Linked DNA regions of Zea mays: region 2 is linked to region 1. The links are chromatin contacts, called in public Hi-C maps. All regions are on one chromosome and are shown on one strand. Each heading gives the region's core, a stretch centred on a gene start, on an enhancer-like site or on the middle of the called end of the contact. The rest is flanking DNA. Distances are from core to core; before and after follow the strand shown. Region 1 holds the start of LOC100280513. Region 2 has its middle 68 kb from the start of LOC109940358.

The links. A called contact is a pair of places that touch in the nucleus more often than the background predicts.
Region 2: a Hi-C map of leaf shows a contact between it and region 1, with 5 times the contacts expected there. The contact joins the enhancer-like site here to the promoter of LOC100280513 in region 1. A contact is called at or near these places in 2 of 25 Hi-C or Micro-C datasets (leaf and tassel).

Annotation. Positions count from the first base shown.
Region 1 is chr6:117,201,875-117,205,932 of Zm-B73-REFERENCE-NAM-5.0, reverse strand. LOC100280513 reads left to right here and starts at 1,816. Exons shown (of 12, transcript NM_001370738.1): 1 at 1,816-1,860; 2 at 2,444-2,499. LOC103629899 (a long non-coding RNA gene) reads right to left here and starts at 649. Exons shown (of 3, transcript XR_554702.2): 1 at 561-649; 2 at 366-413; 3 at 232-278.
Region 2 is chr6:117,368,445-117,372,502 of Zm-B73-REFERENCE-NAM-5.0, reverse strand. No RefSeq gene overlaps it. Among protein-coding and RNA genes, the nearest start is that of LOC109940358, 68 kb to the right of the region's middle. Within about 2 kb of position 1,737, at least 16 of the 20 cell types and tissues checked have an H3K27ac peak or open chromatin away from gene starts, as enhancers often do. A contact at or near this core is called in leaf and tassel, where this site is marked.

The sequences.
Region 1 (4,058 bases), core at 567-3,066:
CTTCCATTCCTGTCGTTCCAGACTCAAGTAAAAACAATCCAGAAACCCTGCAACATAGTGGACATGTATCATCTGATGTTTTCTAGGCCAAACGCCATATTTGTAGGAAAGTTGGGTTGGTAATGGAACTGCCCATTACTTTTAGTTATGCTGCATGACAAAACAATCTCAATTTAAAACTGCCAAACCTTAAACCTACCACGAGTTTAGTCATTGGAAAACTATAACAAGGGTGATAATAGCATAAAACATACCTGTGCAAAGAGCTCGGAAGTTCTCTATAGGAAAACAAGTTGTAGGGGCATTAGTTTTCTCTTATCTCATGAGAAGATAGTTTTGAATAGTTAACAATAAGTTCATAATACCTGCTGTCTTAGGAACAGTCTTCCCAAAAAGCCCCATGACAATCCGACCTATGAAAGCTGCTGAAGATTTTCTAAGCACTGGTGAGAGAGACCAAATAGCTAGACATCTAAAGTGGCCCTATTGCTCCATCGTACGCCGTAGCGTGCTGATCTGACTATCTGACATTGAGAAAGCGAGAGGGTGGCGCAACAAACCTGCGGGCTTGCTGTCAATCTCGACATCGAAGTAGACCTTGTGGGTAACCTCCGTTAGGTCCTTCTTAGCCTAACAAATCAGCAGCCAGACACAACGGTTAGTTGCTTGGATCCCGATCCAACAATCCAATCAAACAGAAACTAGCGCGAGCGTCTGAAACAGTCACATCTGCTCCTTGATTGACCAATGTAAGAACTTAAGCCACAAAATATTACCCCAACTTCTTACTCATTTAGCAAAAAAAGTATTTTTATCTGGAACTTGTTGCCTTTGCTGAATATAGCTCTGGGCAGAGCCAAAAGTACTTAGCCAGTGAACAGTTTCCTCTATAGGCAGTTACATAATCATATATTTCTTGCCTAAGTAAACTGTCTAAGGCTATTGGTTTGCGATCAAGACCCTGTTTGTGTAGCCTTGAGGTTGTATACATGTGCTTAATATCTTTCTTTGGTATAACATTAACTTCAGAGACCCCGCGCATAATATTTATGGAACTTTATACTCACATTCTTATATTTGTTTGCAGCCTTAACAAACCTGCAGTCTGAACACGTCACAGATGATGTCTTGCCTTTTGTGGATGTACATCTTGGTCATCTCTGTTTATCGCTTTTGTGGATGGATTGTTCAGCTGGCTTTAGTAGATGGAATGGGTCTGCACTTGTAGCTGCGTAATGTTTGTGCCTAGCTGTCTGGATTGTGCCAGCCAAGAGTTGGCTCTAGGTACCTTGTAAATAGCTCTGGTTTAGTTGCATGTCCCCCACTGTATCGACTAGCCGTAAACTTGGACCATGTAATCTTATTATGTACCAATTTCCAGCTAAAACAAGCCTCAACGTCATACTATGGTGCACGTTTAAGTGCGGTGCTACAACTTTAATGTGAATTATTTTCGAGATAATCGTGTTCTATGTTCTGTTGAGTATCTGTTTTCTCTCTCTGAACTAAACAATTTAGTTTGAGATTTAGTCATCCTCTATTTAATTTGATTATAGCGTGTATAACTGTGTATTCATATTTTCCCTATGCTAGATAGGGCGCCCGAAGGGGCGCCGGCTGATCTAGTATTTTATATGCCGCCTGCGCTGCTGCGCCGCTGGCTGCCCGGCTGCCCCCTCACCTCGCGTGCTCGATTCCCATCTCCCCCCTCCCTGCGCACAGCCGCACACCAGTACCACCAACACCATTCAACAGACGCCGCCGCCGCCGCCGCCGCCCCTCATCCCTGTCCCGTCCCGTCCCGCGCGCGGCCGCCGCATCCGTCCGGGCCTCCTCGTCTCCCCAGCCCCGCTGCCGCCGGTGAGCTACGCCTCCTCCTCGCTTTCTCCTCCCTTTCCTTCCTTCCTGTGCTGTTTGGCGCCTCCTCCTCTCTTTATCTTTGGATTCGGCGCTGAAAATTCGATGGAGGGAAACGCCTTGGCTCTCGGGATGCCCGCGGATGCTACTTGTGCGTGCATGCGTTGCAACTCTGGCACCGATTCCGTTCCTTCCTTGCGGCGGCGGCGGAAAAACAGGAGCTTCTCCATCCTTCCCTTCGTTCGTGCTCTTCTTCTTGTTATTCCGTTTATCGGTCTGGCGCAGAAAGAAACAAGAGATGCGATCTAGTCTGCTACCGGAGTCCCCGTACGTACCCAGTGCTCCGCGGCTTCGGCAGGGGTGCTGCTGGCTGCAGACGCTGATCTGTATCCACCGGCCACCGCCGTTCGTGTTTCTCCATGTAAACGGTGGAGGATTTTGTGTCTGTTGGCTGCTGCTTCCAATGCGCTCCACGAGAGACGAGACCCTCTCTGCCAGTTCCCTTGTGTTTCAAAACAGAGCTCGAGTTCAAATTGCTTATTTAGTTTCCTTTTTCTCTTCTTACTTATTGACAACTTGTTCACAGGGTTCATCAGCAGAAGCTGCTTGCTCCGCCGCCGCCGCCCTCTTCCTCCTCTACTGGTACGCTCGCTCACTTGCATCGGTTTCTTCTCTTCCCACGCTTCTATTCAGAGCATAACAGTTGCTAATCCCCTTGTTGCGCTAGCTTAATCTTAGATTTTGCTTCGGGGTTCGGCTCAATTTCGTCGGATGGATATCGATTGGGGTCGTCAGGAGGGCGTTCGCGAGCGGCATGCGCCCCGACAGCTTAATTTTGCTTAATCTTAGATTTTGCTTCGGGGTTCGGCTAAATTTCAGGCGTGCCCATGAAGCCATTGGGGTCGTCAGGAGGGCGTTCGTGAGCGGCATGCGCCCCGACAGCTTCAAGGCGGTGCAGGTGCTCACAGCGTGCGCCCGCGTCGCGGATCTAGAGACCGGGGAGGCCGTGTGGAGGGCGGCACAACAGGAGGAGGGGGTCACGGAGAGCGTGTTCGTGGCGACCACGGCGTTGGACCTGTACGTCAAGTGCGGGGAGATGGAGAAGGCTAGGGCAGTGTTTGACGAGATGAAGAACAAGGATGCGGTGGCCTGGAGCGCGATAGTCAGAGGGTACGCCTCCAACGAACATCCTCGGGAGGCTCTAGACCTTTTCTTCGCGATGGAGGTGGAGGGAGCGAAGCCGGATTGTTACACGGCGGTCGGGGCGCTCTCAGCGTGCACGAGGTTAGGTGCATTGGATTTGGGATGACAGGCGGTTGAAATAGTGCACTAGGATGAGGTCCTTGACAACCCAGTCCTGGGCACTGCACTGATCAATATGTATGCTAAGTGTTGGAGCACAAGAGAGGCATGGATGGTGTTCCAGCAGATGTTGGAGAGGGACATCATTGTTTGGAATGCGATGATCATGGGGCTTGGCATGATTGGCCACGAGAAGATTGCATTTGTGCTTGTTGGCCAGATGAAGAACTCGGGTGTGAAGCTGAATGATAATACCTTCATTGGATTGCTCTGCAGCTGCACACATACTAGCCTTGTGAATGATGGGCGGCGGTATTTTCATAACATGACTCATGTATACAGTATAAGCCCTAGGATTGAGCATTATGGTTGTATGGTTGACCTGTTGAGTCGTGCGGGATTGCTGGAGGAGGCTCATCAGCTGATTGGTGACATGCCAATGCTGGCAAATGCCGTTGTATGGGGAGCACGCCTCGGTGGTTGCAAGATCCATCGGAATGCTGACCTTGCTGAATATGTGCTGAAGCAGCTCACCCGACTGGAGCCATGGAATTCTGGGAACTATGTCATGCTTTCTAACATTTACTCGAACAGTGGAAGATGGGAAGATGCTGCAAAGCTTAGGTTGGAAATGAAGGCAAAGGGGATTGAGAAGGTCGCTGCCTCTAGCTGGGTTGAGCTTGATGATAAGGTCCACAAGTTCTATGTTGGGGACGATTCACATCCTCTTTCAGATAAGATCTATGCAAAGCTTGATGAATTGGGCCACGGCATACCTTGTAGATTGAGCCCATAGCAGCCCATATATGAAGAAAAAACAAAAGAAAAAGAGCCCAACACGTAACAAGCAACATCTCGCATTGATTTTGAAGCGTGAGAATCTGGTCTGCTTATTCTGT
Region 2 (4,058 bases), core at 488-2,987, 170 kb before region 1:
CAAAGCATAATGCGAATAGCTTCATGCCAATTCCTACAAACAGAAAGGATAATTTTCAGCAAAGAGACACGAAAGGAAGACCTTCGAATGGATTATCCTCAAAAATCCATTTGTAGGTCGGGGGCTACACCCATTGGGTGCACCTCCGGTGCACCCCATGGATTATCATTCCAAGCCAAGATAGTGCCGACTTCTAAGGCGCGGGACAAGATTAAAAGGCCAACCTTCAACCAAAACGCAGGAGTACTAATGGAAATAATTTCTGGGGAAGACCTTCGAGCAGATTGTTTTCTAAAAATCTACTCGAAGCTCGGGGGCTACACCCATTGGGTGCACCTCCGGTGCACCCAATGAAGTTCAGAATCCTACAAATTGAAATGCCGACTTCTAAGGCACAAGCACGAAACTAGGCTTCGGTCTACGAGTGATCAAAGCAGGAGAAGACAACAGGAAGTCATTTTCTTCAAATCACCTGCAAGCTGGACCTCGGATCTTTGGGCTGATTACCTCTAAATTAACCCAAAGATCGGGGGCTTGTGGGGGATAGATATCCCCCGGGTCCACTAAAAGAGTAAAAGACCTCACGAAAGGCCCAAGGGCCCAATAAATCGTAAGGTCATTCTTTCGTGGCCTGAGGAGAGACAACCAGCAAAGCAGATCGACATGAGGCTGGATTGGTGCAAACCCGGACGACCCGCAACGTCGAGCGAGTGACCGCAACAGAAATCCGACTTTCCCGCGCTGGAGCCCCCATGCAACGGAGCCATGCGAGGATAAGTCGGCAGAACTACATGGAGATGAACTCAAGCAGTTCACTATCTTTTAGCTACTCGTTGTTATCATATCCACATGTATTGCCCCACGGTCGAGTATATAAGGCCTAGGAGGCACCCCTTCAGAACGATCGACACTATTACTTAGCCGCCTACATCAACTCTCTGCATTCTTAATCCAGAGAGCTCTTTTGTAACCTTATCCACCAAGCATACTCACCAGGACGTAGAGTGTTATGCATCTCTAAGCGGCCCGAACCTGTAAACCCTGTCCACTGTCCCTCGTGCAATCGGCACGAATCATTTTGCTACAATTGTCGACACCGTCCTACTCCTAAAAACACCTCGAGGGGCAACCCCAGGTGTGCGGTCGGACCCAAAACACCGACAGTCACATTCTAAAAAAATAGCCTATTACAATAGTAAGATTCCAATTCCTTTAAAATGAAAGGAAACAAACGGGGCCTAACATTAAAGTTTGGGTGCAAAACTTAGATTAAAATTTTGAAACTAAAACTTAGATTCTAACAATGATTTCCTTCATAAAGTATATTTCCCTTTATAACTATATAAGTAAAGTACTCTTTAAAAGTATTTGGATTAAAATAATTCATGTTAAAGGAAATAAGTAATGAATTCTGAATTTTAGAATTCCAAAAGAGTGTCTTATTAAATAAGATACGTGTACGTGAATTATGTTTTAAAGCATGTGGCTAATTATATATTCAAATAAAATAAAAATCTTTTCATTACCATGTTGGAGTTTTATGTTGTGCATAATAATTTGAATAGAAACTTTAAACTCAGATTGGAAATTTGAAATAGGATTTTGAAATGAGAAGCTAACATAGAAAACAAACTAAAAGAAAAAGAAAAAAGGGAAAGTGAACTTAATTGTCGCCTGGGCCGCATTCCACCTCGTCGGGCCAGTTTCAAATCCACACCTCGCGTCCCCCTTGGCAAATAACCAGACCACTCCCGTCCAACTCGTTTTCTCCTTGGACGCGGGCTCTCGACCAAGCGGCTGATATGTGGGTCCGTGTGCACAACATATTCTTCCTCATCACGTTCGTTACGAACTGAACATGATGTCGGTGGTGGAAAATCCATATCTAGCCAGCCAAACACCGGGGCGAACTCTCCGGAGCAGGGGTATATAACCTGAAGCCCTCTCTGCGACTCCCTTGACCCTAACCCAACCTAGGTGCCAGTCAAGATGCAGGAACACAAACGTCTAGAGATTAGAACGAGCTAGGAGAGAGGAGAGTTGGGCCCTCGTAACACCCTAAATTTGGGGTATAAAATTTCTTTCCTAATATACACCAAATTCAGATGGTATTCTCTCATCTCTTTGCTTTACTTCTTTTTTTCCAAAAATAGAGAAATATTTTGTTTTATATTGGCGTAAACATAGTGGAATGAGCCCTAAAGACGATTTGGTTGTTGCATTCATGCAGTTGCACGGTGTTTCTAAGTGCAAAATGTGTTTAAAACATGTTAGTATATCCTATAGAAGCTCTCGGTAGATTTTATATTTTTCGGAGTATTTTTCTATTCTCCGGAAACTAAAATCTATTTATTTGAGATACTTAAAATGTTTTTAGAAACTATAAATATGTTTTTTGAGTTCATTAGGTGCCAAAACATTTCTAGGATTTTTTTAGAATTATTGGAAGCATCTATAGTTTTTTGAGCACAAAATATGGATTTCTAGGCTTTTCTGAATTAAAAAAAACGAATTTGACCCGAATTTTCATCTTGTCCGAACCCCAACTATATATATATTCCCGACTTCTCCTCGTCGAGCACATTCCGAATCACAAAACGTTTTCCTCATATTCAATTCCCGGCTCTCGGAATTGCTCGACGAAGTTCGGAGCGGTTCCAACTCCGATGGCGAGCAATTACTTTCGATCCGTGCGTCGTCGGTGGAATCCGAGGGTACCGTTGTGTTCGTCTCACCGAGAGCTTCGTCCCGATGCCTTCGATTCGTCGATCCGACCGACGGTTCGTACCCAATCCGTGTTTTTCTCCTTGGCTGCGACGAGGTTTTTTTCTCCGGTGAGCCCTTCCTCTATTGTTGGTCCTTTTCGTTCTTGTTTTCTTCGTCGTGTAGTCGTAGAGCCTCCCTCTCCCTAGGCCCAGCCACCCCTGGCTGAGCCCCTTGCCGCATCCCCTTCCCTCCCCTCGGCAGCCCCGCGCGACACGGCCGAGCCTAGCTCCCAGTGTGCGTGATGCCCAACCCAAGCGAGAGGTGGCCACCGAAGAGTGCCCCTGGTCACCGGCCAAGCCCCCCACACCCCCGCGCAGAGCCTCCTGGAACGTCAGTTTTGATTTCATGTACGTGAGAAGCGCGGACCGTCGACCTCAGGCGCGGACCGTCCAGTCATTGTAAAACCAGAAAAACCCGAAGGTGACGGATTCGCTAAAATTCATTTTTAGCGTCTTCGCGGACCGTCCGCGACTGATTTATCTGACATCTGACGACACATTAAATGCTCTATACCTGTTACTGCTGACTGTTGCGATTTCAGCGTTGATGTGCAGGGACGGACTGTCCGGACCAGGGGCGCGGACCGTCCGCGGTCGGCAGAAAAGAAGCAACGGCTAGGAAGTGGTTGGAGGCTATATATACAACTCCAACCACCTCCATTCATAACATCCAAGCACTCCACTCATACACATTCAATACAAGAGCTAGCAATCCATTCCAAGACACATTCAAAGCTTCCAATCTCTCCAAGTTTTCTAATTGAATACGGAACAGATAGAGAAAAATATTAGACATCGAATTCAGATACATTCAATTGACATCGACATTAAATTCAAATACGAATACAAATATCCATATTATCATTTTAACGAATACAAATACAGATGATTTGGATATCCAGGTATTCATATTCATCCTTAACTTTATAGTCCCTCAAGGCATACAATTTGATATTATTGCAGCCAGTATTCGTGCCTACTGTTTAGGTAGGTCAGGCACAAACAAAAAGAATACTGATAGATTTGCAATGTCTCAAATATTTTGTCATGTCTCACGTAGCCACTCATCATTACATATCAGATCTCAGATTAGGCAATACTCATCATCACATATCAGATCATCACAAATTAGATCATCACAATTCACATAACACATATTAATAATTTTGAACTGGTGCAATGGCTGCCTCGTTAAAACCTATCTAGGTAAAACTCACACCTCGTGAGAAACCCTAGATAGGAAAAGAGTACAACCCAACTCATTATTTTCATACTTTCATCACTTAGTTCATC